Linked DNA regions of Triticum aestivum: region 1 is linked to region 2. A link is a contact called in public Hi-C data. All regions are on one chromosome and are shown on one strand. The core of a region is the stretch at or near the end of the contact, and the rest is flanking DNA. Distances in the headings are between cores, read along the strand shown.

Region 1 (7,135 bases), core at 1,207-3,706, 120 kb before region 2:
AGATCGAGCCGTCAATCGTCTCCATAACCAGTTGATTCAACCGCAGAAGGATCAACAAGTAGGATCTTCCTTTGCGCCCTACAAGACAAGGAAGTGAAAGGAAACCTCAATGGAATTTGTCTAGTCTAGTGTAAAAGCATTTGACATTTCTGCGGGCAGGGAATGGCAAGTATAAGATTATAACATACCCAAGCCGACTGATGCAACATCATCCTGATTCAAACTCCCCTGAGCCTTATCACCACCAAAGTATGCATTTAGTTTTGAGACGGCGTCATGCAATTCCTGATAAAAAGAGAGGCCGCAAAAAAGGTAAAGCATTGCAGTAGATTTGCTTCGAGGTGGCATAACTAAGATAACACTACTATCGTCATGAAACCACTGCAGTGCAGAGACCAAATCAGAAAAGACTTTAAAGAGTTTATGGCAAGAGGCAAGAAAAGACATTGCATGACTTCTCCCTTCTAGTAATTAATCAGAAAAGACTTTAAAGAGTTTAAAAGAAGTCAGACCTCCCATGATGCAAGAGTCTTCATGTAAGGAGGAAGTTTATCGTACTCCTCCTTCGACGCCCTTATCATTCCTTGGAAAGCGTTGTCTTCACGGATTCAACAGAGATGTCAGTCATGAAAAGCAAGCATTTAATATATCTTCTAAACATAACAGATACACTCTGCTGACCATCTTGCTCATATGTTTCAATTTGGGGAGGTGTGGGTTCTTCAGCTTCCTCCAAGATCTTTTGGTCATCATCAAAACTGAACAGTATAAACACAAGGTGATTTTCAATGAAGATAAAACAAGTAAAGAACTGTGGAGAACAACAAAAAAAAACAGCCTGAAAAGGACGTTGCAATAGATATCTCATATATGTCTGTATTTCGTTGAGTTACCTTCCAGGTTTTCTGTCAGGCATCTTTGGGCTCGCAGAAAAATCAATATCTGCGACATCCGAAAGAAATTATTATCTCTATTTGATTTAGGACTTGCAGTAAAAAATACTAATATGTATAATGCATCTAAACAGTTGATTTTGGAAGATGCATTGCAAGTGTTCTGTACCTTGAGAGGACAGAGTAGCTAGACAAGCATCAGAAATCCCAAAGTTCTTTAGTGACATGGACTCCTCAAATCTTACATGAAGTCAAGAAAGAACTCAATACTCTGTATCTCAATCGCACAGATCACTAGCAGAAACACAAAAGAATGTCAAAGTTCAGACTTGGTGCATTCAAAATTCTAAGCTTATCCAATATAACCGAACCAATCATAATCTCCAATGTTTGCTGGTCCCAAATGATGGTATGACAATGATATTAGGGAGATTTACACATTTAGCAGGAAAAATTGGTAGTAAAGGTTAACAGCTAATAATAGGGGCAGAATAAGGATGGTTCAACTCCTAATAATGCTTATAAATCTTCAAATTCTGACTTCACTGACAACGCTGTAATTGCAAACCTTACAGCTAGCCAGCTAGGCGCAAGCTGACATCTTCTATTTGGAGCCTATGCATCTCGAATTGCTATGTACCCGTTCCATCAGCCCGGTCATAGATCACACCCAACACAACCAAAAATGCATCTCTGAAAATGCCTTAGTAATGGAAGGATACAGTTCATCGTCGTCGAAGTGCTTCCGGGCAGACCTGAGGACCGAACTTGCCCCTCCCAAGAGCCCATTCCCGGGGACATCAAGCTCCCCCAAGTCTCCACCTTCCTCCTCCTCTTCCACCTCGTCATCCACCTCTGCGCCAACAAGAGAAACCCGATGAACCTCAGCAAAACAAGACGAACACTGCAGGGCAGAGCTCCAAAGTGACGTCGCCAGTGTGTTCCTGCCTGATTGCCTGAAGGGGGATCAGTGAGACTCACGGGGGGCGACGTAGCCGAAGGAGACGAGGCGGAACTCGACGGCGTCAGCGTGGCGGGAGACGATGTTGAGGGCCTCGCGGCAGTGGCCGAGGAGCTCCTCGACGGAGACGGTGCCGAAGGCCATGGACTCGAGGCGCGCCAGGTCGGCGCCCGCCGCCTCCACCCGCCGGTCCAGCCCCTGCAGGAACGCGTTCGTCGCCGACTCTGCGAGGGAACACGCGCACGCACACGTCCTCCGTGAGCAGGCAGGAAGGAATGAAAAGCGGTGGCTGGCGAAACCCTAGCGGGGGACGGCGGCGAGGTCAGATGCGGTACCGAGGGGGATGGCGCGGCGGGAGAGGGCGTCGGAGAGCGCGCGGGAGGAGTCGTCGGCGTGGGTGAGCACCTGGGAGAGGGAGCCGCACAGCGCCGAAATCGACGCGTCCATGCTGCGCTGCATCGCGGCGGCGGCGGCGGCGGCGGCGGCGGGTCGTCGGAGTTGGGGGCGGGAGGGGGAATTGGGGATGATTTCCTCTCTTTCTGTCTCTGGCGAGTTCAGTTCGAATTTTCAGTGCGGACGGCGGGGAAATGAAATGGGTTTGGTGGTCCTTTACCGAAAAAGGGTTTTCCCGTTTTATATTATAAAGTAACAGACACCGATCATAGGGTAACTGTCGCCTGTCGGGATGAACGGCGCACCAAGCCCAAAAGGGAAAAGAAGAAGAAATAAAAGCCAACAACGGCAGCGCGGCAAGCACAGATGATCCGCCACCGCTGCGCCCTCCATCATTGTCCCACCACACGCCATGACACCGGACCGCCGTATACCAAGCAGCCCCTTGTAGGACCTTGAAGTATGTCTAGACTGGGATGATTAGACTACTTGACCAATTAAAAACTTAATATTTTCCCAATTTTAGAGTTTGACAGATTTTAACAATCTTTGGACGAGTCAAGCAATTATCACTCAAATCAAGCAAGCATGTAAAGAATGTATAGGCAGCGGAAATTAAAGCATGCAACTTGCAAGAAAGTAAAGGGAAGGGTTTGGAGGATTCAAACGCAGTTGGAGACACGGATGTTTTTTACGTGGTTTCGATAGGTCCACACGCATCTGGCAACTCGTCCACACGCATGGATCCTAATTAAAAAGAAGATAATTGCCCGATTAATTAACGAAAAACAGGGTAAAAACCGATACATATAGGCCTTGTTAATTAGTCCAGATATAGCATTTGATGGTCAAGATTAAGGTCTGGGTTTTGTCATGTCCACTTGGCGTGGAGCTATCTATAGCACCTTGGGTCATTTTTCCGAAAAAAAATCTTACAAGATCTTAATAGTTGTAATATACGTGCAAAACTGGCCAACCAAGTTTTTAATAACATGATAATGCAAGTTTTTCCTTTGAGAAAAGTCCACATTTCAACCTTAAACTAACCAGGCGGTTTGATTTACAACCTTCATCTTTAGAACCGGCCACATTGCACCCTTAACTTATCAAACAGTTCAAAACACAACCCTTACTCGGTTTTAGCTTGGTTAACTGGTTTTGACCAAAAAGCGCAGCAATGTGCTCCTCCTCCTCCTTCAAGAAAAAAAGTTAGGGTCCGTGCCTCTCGCCGGCGCCGGCGCCGGCGCAGGTCCGCCTCGTCTCCGGTGGCCCTAGGGCCATGGAGGCGCGGTGGATCCTGGCAAGAGCCGGCGGGAGGGCTCCGTTTTTAGTCATTTTTTCAATCTTGTTAGAGTTTGTGTCCTACTCAGGAAGACGAGACGGCGGCGGCTCCCTGAAGATGGAATAAAGGTCTCCCCGCCTAGCCCCCGTTCCGGCGGTGCGTCTAGCATCGTTGGTGGACGTGTGGAGGTGTGTCTCCGGCAGATCTATCTTTGATGAATTTGCTCGGATCACGTCGTTGTTCGTTTACGTTTGTGTGTCTTCGGTTTGGATCCTTTTGATCTACGTTATTTTTCATCGGCGACGGTTGCTGTTCTGGGGTGCTGGTCCTATGGGGCCTTAGCATGACGACTTCCCGACTGTCTACTACAACAAGTTATGCCCGGCTCCGGCGATGGAGGGGCGATGACGGCGGCGCCTTCGGCTCGCTTCGGTGCTTATAGTCGTCGGTGGGTGGTCTACGAATCTAGATGTAATTTTTATTTCTGGTATTCGTTGTACTTCCATGATTGAAGATGAATAGATTGAAAGTTTTTCTGAAAAAAAAAACTGGTTTCGACCAAGTGAAAGCTGACTAGGCAGCCAACTAAGCAGCCACAACGCACATATCCTGACCTAGATCTCTCTCCCTCTCTCTATGTCCGTTCACACTTCACCCCGACCCAATCCCGTAGCCGTCACCTGGGTCGCCTGACGCCAAGGCTCGCCGCCCCTGCGGCCACAACTACGACCCCGTCGGCCGGCGACCGGCGGCGGCGCCGCCGCCACGGGCTGTATCCGCCAGGCAGTGGAGCCCCGTCACCAAGGTGCTCCGCACCACCAGAGCTGACGCCGCCCCGACGACGTCCAGATCCTCGGCCACCCGCAAAGGGCGGCGCTGCAGCTCACCAGGGGCCGATACGCGGCCGTTGGGCGCCTCCTACCGACGGCTACGGCGTCTGCAGCAGCAACAGCAGCTAAGCGGCAAGGACGGGGTACCTCGGCGGAAGGACGTGTAGGCGAGCTCGCACGAGGGCCAGAGGGGATCCGTCGTCGTGCACGTGCGCAAGCTCGGGTGGCATGCGCGGCCTGCAGTGACGTCCTATTTGTCCGGTGTGCAAGCTCCACCGGCCTCCTGGTGCACGCTCCAGCTCTCCTCTTTACCCTCCTCGGTTCCATGGTGAAGTGCCGCCGCTCGCCGGCTACGAACGGAGAAGCCAGCTCCAACAGTTTTAGGGATAGTTCAGCTGCTGAGTTGGCTGCCTAGTCAGGTTTGACTCGGTCAAAACCAGTTGACCAAGCCAAACCCGAGTCAAGGGTTGTGTTTTGAACTACGTATGTGATAAATTGAGGGTGTAATGTGACCGGTTTCAAAGATGAAGGTTGTAAATCAAACTGCCTGGTTGGTTCAGGGTTGAAATACGGACTTTTCTCTTTCCCTTTTGACCTGGTAATGCAAGCTTTCTCACGGAAGCATCATATATATGAGATGCTGCAGGTAGATGGACCCGTACAAAGCTTTCCCGGACGAGATTCAAAATTCAAACCAGCTCTCCTACAGACATTTGACACAGACATATTCGTGCACGTGAATACGTGATCCATGCGTGTGCATGCCAGCTCATATAAATATCCACAGGATCTGTATGTATATAATTTCATCAAATCCCGTGCTTGCAATCCTTCAATAATATTGCATACGTCCCATGCATGATTGGTTGTCGCCATACATTAAGTGACCCACTACCACTAAAAACCACCACTTGATTTTGGTTTAGTCTTTGTCATTGCCTCACTCTTATGAGTCACCGATGCCACATTATTTAACTCTGCAAACACAGCCCAAAAAAGAAGATGAAAAAACTCTGCAAACCAGCTCTAATATCTGATACAGTTATGTATACGCATATATGATTCTTTTAGGTTTGATATTACACCACGGCTACTAATTGTGTGACGCTAAGTTTTGCCGGCGACATCGGTTGTTCTGCTCTTGCAGAAAGCAAGACGAAATACAACCATGCAAGCAAGGCCAAGAATAAGAATATAGAGTGTATGCACGGCGTCTGTTTTCTTCAGCTCAAAAGTAAGAAAAGACAACCGATGGATGTAGGCATGTAGCCAAGAAACCGATAACAAAAACAAAAAAAGCTAGACGTCGACATACACCAAATGTTGAAACGCCAATTCTTTTGTGCGTGTATAGACGAAATGGAATCCAAAATGGAAAGGAAAAAGATTAGAATCAGCTGGCCGATACACTTCCGCCGCATGCGCAACCGTCATATACGAATTTGATTAGCCGACCAACAATCGCCAAGGACCCCCACCCCTTGACGCGTGCCTCTGCCACTTGACTGTTTTTTCGCAACATCAACTGTGTTGCAAAAGTCCTTCTGCAACAACACCCATGTTGCAAAAAAGTTAAGACAAGGAAAAAAATCTGCAACATCATCTGTGTTATAAAAGTCCTTCCGCAACAACGTTCCATACTATAGAAAACTTAAGACGAAAAAACTTCTGCAACATCATCTATGTTGCAAAAGTCCTTCTGCAGTGACACTCATGTTTCAAAAGAGTTCAGGCGAAATAAAAATCTGCAACAGAACCTCTATTGCAAATGTTTTTGCAACAAGAGATCTGTTGCAAAGGGTTCTGCAACACTCACTTTATTGCAATGGTGAGGAAGGGGCCAGGCCGCTGGATGGCCCCAGATCAAACGGATGCGGAGGCGGCGGATCTTTTAGAAAGATCCGTCGGCCGACGTGTAGCGTCGCCTAACTGCAAAAAGTAGAACAAAATACTCCACGAAATGTATTTTTTTTAAAGTTCACCTCAATGTCTCTTTTTTAAAAATAAACCATTATTAAAAGGTGGAACATCTTTTGAAGTTCCAAAAAAAATCAGAAAGACAAACATTATTTGAAATTTACAATTTGATTTTTTTTAAAACAAACCAGAATAAAATAAATCGGAAAAAGGACTTAAGAATTAATAGTAAAATAAGTAAATAAATAAAAGAGAACAGAAAACACACAAACGGAAAACGAGAAAAAAATTGTGAACGAAAATACAGAAGCGTGACAGTGAAGCCCCAAACTCGGCCGGTCCACCGCGACTCGTTGGGCGTCAACTAGCGGTTTACCATAACCTGGAAATGTGTTCGACACTCGGCCTACTTTAATTTGGGCTGCATTGTCTTGTTCATTTCCAAAGGGAAGTAATATATTAGCTTCTTGAGTATTGGCAGAGACTCCTCTTTTGTTTTCGCTTTTCTTGTAGTTTTCAGTGTTTTTTCTTTTATTTTTTTCTATAAAAAATGTGAACGTTTACTTAATTAATTACGTGGACATCTTTCAGAAACTACGGGTACATTTTTAAAATTGTAATGTTTTAAAAAATGTTTATTTTAAAATTATTTAACTTTTAAAAACTTCATGAAATTTCTAAATTCACGATTTGTTTTGAATAATTGAATTACTATTAGCCCCATATTATGAACTTAATTAGTATGACTGCAAGATACATTCCCTTCAACCAATATTTTTTAATATCTAACCATTTGAGGCGGTTTTTATGACACTGTTAAACCTATAAAAAGATGAATTTGGCCAAATAAGCAGATGAT
Region 2 (6,524 bases), core at 1,592-4,091:
GCACAAACTGGGACCTATTCTTATGCATGGCTCAACTAACTAGCTTGCTGCTGTATTCACAAGGTGAACTTCGATTCTGACACCATCTGGTTTGAGTTGGGTTGACACTTGACAGCTCATCATCGGTCGCAAAGGGCTCGAAGGAAAGGATCAAAGGACCCGCGCCGGTGGGGGGTCGATCACCTGCCGGAGATCGGCGGGCCGCCGTACCGGACGCTGCACATCTTCAGATCCCTCGGCATCTCAACCTCTTTCAGCCACGCGAGACGCCGGCCTTCTTGCTCGTCGCCGATGAGCTCATTGCTGGTCACTGTCAGCAGAAGAGCATACAAATTTAGTTAACCTTCTAGCGTCCAATGAGCTAGCAGTAATTAAATTTAATTAGCAAAAGCATCGATGATCACGATGATTACCGACCAATGTTCAAGACCTAATGGAGCCTAAATATCTTTGGGGTGAAGCTACATTACTTTAATACTGTTCTAAAATATGGATGCCTCTCGCCTGGTGCCCTTTAGAACATGGTTTATGCACAAGTGGTTTCGACATCCCGTGCTTCTCAAACCCACGTACGGGGGGCGCAAAACCGTGTGCTTGCTTGCAAGTGCATGATAAACAAAGCTACCTGAAAGCTCCAGGTTGTTACTTAACTAAAAGACCTCTCTCTCCATTCAGTGGGCTGCTTACAAGGCAAACTACTGTTTTGATGATGCAAAATATAATATCTATGTTGCAACTTGCTATTGATGCCTAACCATACTTATTAGTTAATTCTCTCGCGTGCTGTCGGTAAAAAGGATGCATAAAGTGTTTACTGTGATCACTCAGACCAAACCCCCCAGATAGCAGAGGATATGAGCTCAAGCATTTTCTGTGCTAGTTTACAGTTGTTGCAAGCTGCACGCAGTGTCGAAATTCAGCACTAGTAGCAAGTCCATCTCCATAATGTATCTAGATTAGATTTCTGAGATCAGTATTTCTAACTTACTTGGATGCTGGGAGTATGGAATGTCCGTGTAGTACGTGCAGTCTCGGTCCTCTTCGATGGAGTAAGGGGGGCCGAGGATGTCGAGGAACGCGGATGGCGCGACGGCCCTGAACCGGTGCATGTTGCCTCCCGCCGTCGGGAACAGGACCGACGTGTCGCACGGCGCCGTGAAAACATCGTCCACGATTAGTTGCGCCAGCCTCACTGCAAGCAAGCAAGTCTAAACGTTATAGCACATTTGCGTAGCCAGGCATACTGGGGGGCAGAAGCAGGGGATCTGGTGACAATTGTAGCAGAAATGGATGGGAAGCTCACATTTACCATCAGGTGACGAAGCGCCACTCTCATTAGCCGGATCGTCGGGATCAGCCCAGTCATATGACTTTGCGTGCATCGATCCGATGAGCAGCTTGTTGAACACCGTCATCCCGGGGTGGTTGTGCAGAGGGATGACCGCATTCGTCGGCAAGAAGAAGAGAACCATCTGCCAAGCAACAAAGAAAAGGAAATGTCAGCAACTAGTTCCTACTTCCCTTGGGTAAACAGTATACACCATGCACACACTTTGCACTTACGGAAAATTTCTCGGATTTGTATATGGTGGTGTGTGTGATGGCCGGGGTCCCTTCGGTTGCCGGCGCATCTCTGTTCCTGAAGAAGGGCATGTCTGGGCTTAGGCCGAAGTCCTCTGGTCTCATTTTGTCTGCAAACATCACGGCCGGAAGCCGAAATTCAGCATCATCAGCATTTTGTGCAACCAGGACACTCCCATTTCCGAACCCACTGCATTTCAGCTACGGAGAGTATGTTCCATTTGCATGCTCAGATTAAACATATTCTTTTTAGAAAAAAGATCAAAATTAAGCATGTTGAGTACGCAGAGAAGAATGACGGACACTAGAATTATCAAGTGAAAACTGCAGCAAATTCTGAACTTATTGCATGGTATCCAAGACATGTAAAACTAATTTGGATGTACACAAGCAAAGGCTTGAACTTTTAACGGGTCGCTCCATGCACCAAATTAAATTTCAAGGTCCTGATTGGCTGATTGCGCATGTACTACTACTAGTAGTAGCTAGTACGTATACATACAAGTAGGTTTGAGAGGAGCGGTGGTTGGTTAGCGTAGCGTACCGAGCATGGCGCGGAGCAGGGCGACCTCGGCGGGCTTGGGCACGGTGCCGGGGCCCCGGAAGACGGCGCGGCAGGCCTGGAAGAGCCGCTGGATGGCGGGCGGCCTCCTGGCGAGCCGCGGCCCCCTTCCTGCCGCCGCCGCCGCGGCCTTGAGGGTCTTGACGGCCAGCACCCGCCTCCTCTTGGCCGGCGGCACGGTCTGCACGGCCTCCGCCGCCCCCACCTCGACCACCCCGGGCCCGAGCTCCACCACCCCCGCGCCCATGGCCGGCCGGCAGGCAACTCCAAGAAACCGAAAGAAACTCGCTGGATCGCGGAAGGAGAGGGACAAAGCAAGCGAGCCGGTGGGGATGGACGAGGGGGCAACAGGAGAGCTCGGGATATATGCGGGGGGTCAGCGGGGGCGGACGGAGCAAAACCAGGTGCCGCTCGACGGTGGGTTGACGGTGGAGGCGACACGACACGGCGGGACGGGCGAGGAGGGACGAAACCGGGGCGGTGGGTTCGATCCGTCCGACGGGTTCGGTGGTCGCCCTCGGCACCGCAACCGGTTCTTGCTTTTCTTCTACTCCGGTCTAGAGAGAGAAAGCGTATGCGTGCGGATGGATAGAGAGAGATCTAGAGAGAGAGAGGGTGTGCCGCCGCCCGCCATTTCGGGGAGGCGGAAAGCAAAACCGGCAGCACGGGAGTCCACGGTTTGTCGCCCCCCGGAAAACTGCGGCTGCTCACGTGCGGTGCGGGGGAGACGCTCTCGCCCTCTCCTCACTGTCCGACTCTGAGATCTGCTGGCCGCCGCTGTCGAGTGTCGAGCGAGGCTCTCCGCTGGATTCGCCGAATCTAGCAGGCGGTGGATTACGTAGGCTTTCCCAAAGGAGCCAGATATTTCGAGCTGCCTCCAAGAGCGACAGGAGCAAAAATGCTCATAAATAAACGATGTTCTAACCTTTTTCTAGACCAAATCTATATCAAGTAATTCTTCACCCTTGTGCATTGAGCGAGGAAAACCTTCTCTAGACATGGTTTCGTTTGGACGTTGTAAATTCACCCCGCATGATATGTTTAAATATGTTTGTTCACTTTCTTTAGTCTGTACGTAGTTCATATTAAAACGTCCAAAGCATCTTATATTTGTTAACGGGTGTAGTATAATTTCGTACGGCCCTGACAAACATTTCTTATAAAAGCCTTACTTGAGTGACGCGACGTAAAAAGTGCTGCCTCAAAAACCGCTTCCGTCCAAGGCTCGGGAATTGCTATGTTGTTCATTTAGCGATTGCCGTGCTATAGCAGATGTATTTGCCATGTTATTGTACAAAAGTTTGCCATGTCGAAAAACCACTTTCAACAAGCGCTCGGGAATTACTCCCTCTATAAAGAAATATAAGAGCGTTTAGATGACTACTATCTTATTTGTTCAGAAATTGTCATGAATATAACAGATATATTTCTGATGCTGCTATAGAAAGATTTCTCATGTTGAAAATAAAAATATTCTCATGCTAGCAGAAAGAAAATCTCAAAAATGTGTCATGTTGCAGCGAAATAAACTGTCATGTGTTTCATCATTTTTACCATGATGCATCGTAGAAAATTGCCTGACTAAAGAACAAAAAAAAGGAATTTTTATGCATGTCCATGAATTGTCTTGCTACATGTAGACTTGCAACGGTACATCAAAGAATTGTCATGCTATATGAAAAGGAATTTGATTCGCTCAGTGGGATGCAAGCTCAGTGGGATGCATGAAAGTGAACAGTGATTACCACGCATATTGCTTTAAGATTCACACATGGGAATTGGACGCACTGGAGAATGTCCCCAAGAAAACCACTCCTAGGGAACGTTAGCTAAATAGCTTTTCTGATATTTTGGACCAAAACCATTTTTAAACCCGGTGGTGCAGAGTACAATTAAATGTTTTGTTCGGGTACAATCTAAATCTGAATCCGAGTCCAAGTCGGATTCCGGTTGTTAGGATATGGTATTGCTAATATGAGGTGATCATTTTTTTGTTGGATAATCCGACCTTATAAAATATGGTTATATGATTGGTATAACTGCAAATATTAACTACCAATACGTGCATGTCATCTTCACCTATGAGACGGGATAGATGCTTGTTAGTGGTTTATTTAGATTGTTTTACTACCTTTCTAATTTTTTTATGTGTGCTTCATGCGTGCAAGTATTAATAGTTGCTTATTATTTCTGCATAATTGACTACCATGCTATATATATGCCCAATCTGACATAATCCGGTATTCGAACATGTGTTTGCCTGTTATCCGTCTTACCTCCATGTTTGAAAAAGTATATAAAATATCGTTTGAGCACTATCAGACCAAATCCGCTCCGGTTTCACCCAGAGTTATTCCCCCATTGCAAAATAAAGGGTGTGGACATTGATCAAGTTCATGAAAAACAAATCTTCATATGTAATGCTAAATAAAAAACAATTTTACAACTTATGCATAGATATTTTTCTCTACAGATCTCTCTCTCTCTCTCTCATCAGGCTAGAGCCCCCTATCGAGATCAACGACCTAGAGTCTCCATGCCGTTGTAGGTGCAACCTACCTTGCCATCGTGCATCCCCGCTCCACTTGTCATCCAAGTCCCAACTACAATCGTCCTTGCCTCACATTTCATGTCGTTGATGTAGCTGGTATGCTATAAATACTAGAAGAACGCCCGTGCGTTGCAACGGGGCCATATTAACTTTAAGAGTTCAATATTAATATTCTCATACATATCAATCCTTCTTCTCCTTCCGTCTGCCACCGAGACAGGGACCTAGACTTTGTGCTGCTCTTATTGATTTCAAACCCAGACGAGATGGGGTGGTGGGAGGGGGGACGAAAAAACCCAGACGAAACAAAGGAGAAGGAGAGCCTCATCAGTAGCATCATGGTGAATTTCAAACCTAGCGTTGTGCTCTGCCCAACGAACATGGACGCCGCCGCCGGCGGCCCGGTGGAGCTCGAACCCGAGAGACTCTGCTGCTTGCTGGGAGGGGTCGGGGAGGGTCGGAGCACATGAGCATTGACGTGAAGACGGAGTAGGCCGGGGAGATTACTGTGCACGCCGCACAGCGACTTGGACCTCGGAGGGCCTTAGCTCTGTCAGGAGGAGGTCCCGAGTTCCTGCCGAGGACAGCCTGACGGGGGAGACGCACGGCCGCTCGCGCTGCCCGCAACGCGACCACGCCCTGCCCTAGGGTTCTGCGACGGCGGCAGCGTCGTCCACAGCCACACCCTCTCTGAGTCCTGCCCTGAACTGGGGTTCCGAGATGGCGGCGGTGGCGGAGGTCTCTGAGGTTGGAGAGGGGCAAGATGTAGGACGGCGGAGGCTGGAGCCTGGAGCGATGGCGGCGTTTCGGGATTGCAGGCAGGGGGACGTGCGAGGTGAGTGTTTTTTTCACCGGTTTATGTTGTGTTGCCTGCACGGATATATAGGAGAACAAATAGGTGGATTATAATTCCTTCCATTGTATAAGTGCTGGGAAAGGAAGCGAGGGACAAAACTCAATCGAGGGGCCTTTAAGAGTAGAGATTAGTTAATTGGATTTTTCTTTAAAGTCTGTTATTTGTTTTCTTAAAATTTATTATATGTTTCCTAAATCAAATTGCATTGATGGGATGGATCGATTGATTTGGATAGTCTATTATTTGTTTCCTTCACATCCATTATATGTTTCCTAAAGCAAATTGCATTGATGAGATGGATCGTTTGATTTGGATGGATCGATTGATTTGTTTCCTTAAAATTGGATTTTTTTTTAAAGTCTGTTATTTGTTTCCTTAAAATTTATTATATGTTTCCTAAATCAAATTGCATTGATGGGATGGATCGATTGATTTAGATAGTCTATTATTTGTTTCCTTCACATCCATTATATGTTTTCTAAAGCAAATTGCATTGATGAGATGGATCGTTTGATTTGGATGGATCGATTGATTTGTTTCCTTAAAATTGGATTTTTCTTTAAAGTCTGTTATTTGTTTCCTTAAAATTTATTATATGTTTTCTAAATCAAATTGCATTGATGGGAGGGTTACGCATGGAAAGTTATGATCCGTTAAGATTTTTTTCATTGTGTGAGAGGGTGACGCGAAACTAAACCGGCGGGGTAGGGGAGGGACGAAAAAAACCAGCGAAATGAAACGGGTGGGAGGTGGGAGGAAGTACCAAAGAAGTACCAAAAAAAACCGGGTGAGGTGGGACGAAAAAAAACCTGGAAGTGAGACTACCAACTGCTCCATTAGGAGTAGAGATACCCTAGAGGCGGGAGAGATGCTCTCTGATCCGCTGGCCGCCAGTGTCGAGCCTCTACTTAATTCACATAATTTATTTATTATTACTATTTTGAGTAGTTTTGCCGAGTTTATGAGATGGTATA

The links. A called contact is a pair of places that touch in the nucleus more often than the background predicts.
Region 1: a contact with region 2 is called in a Hi-C map of leaf, with 6 times the contacts expected there. The contact joins the promoter of LOC123110176 here to the promoter of LOC123110174 in region 2. A contact is called at or near these places in 1 of 5 Hi-C or Micro-C datasets (leaf) and 1 of 1 datasets of contacts at active chromatin or transcription factors (leaf).

Annotation. Positions count from the first base shown.
Region 1 is chr5B:21,753,845-21,760,979 of IWGSC CS RefSeq v2.1, reverse strand. LOC123110176 reads right to left here and starts at 2,456. Exons shown (of 9, transcript XM_044530651.1): 1 at 2,190-2,456; 2 at 1,875-2,078; 3 at 1,616-1,748; 4 at 1,063-1,133; 5 at 894-942; 6 at 682-758; 7 at 513-598; 8 at 189-285; 9 at 1-78. The coding sequence starts at 2,313. LOC123110175 (cationic amino acid transporter 2, vacuolar) reads left to right here. Exons shown (of 13, transcript XR_006453196.1): 13 at 4,982-4,996.
Region 2 is chr5B:21,633,639-21,640,162 of IWGSC CS RefSeq v2.1, reverse strand. It overlaps LOC123110174 (plant cysteine oxidase 2), which reads right to left and starts at 2,841. Exons shown (of 5, transcript XM_044530648.1): 1 at 2,126-2,841; 2 at 1,564-1,691; 3 at 1,310-1,472; 4 at 989-1,192; 5 at 1-310. The coding sequence starts at 2,390. The coding sequence ends at 180.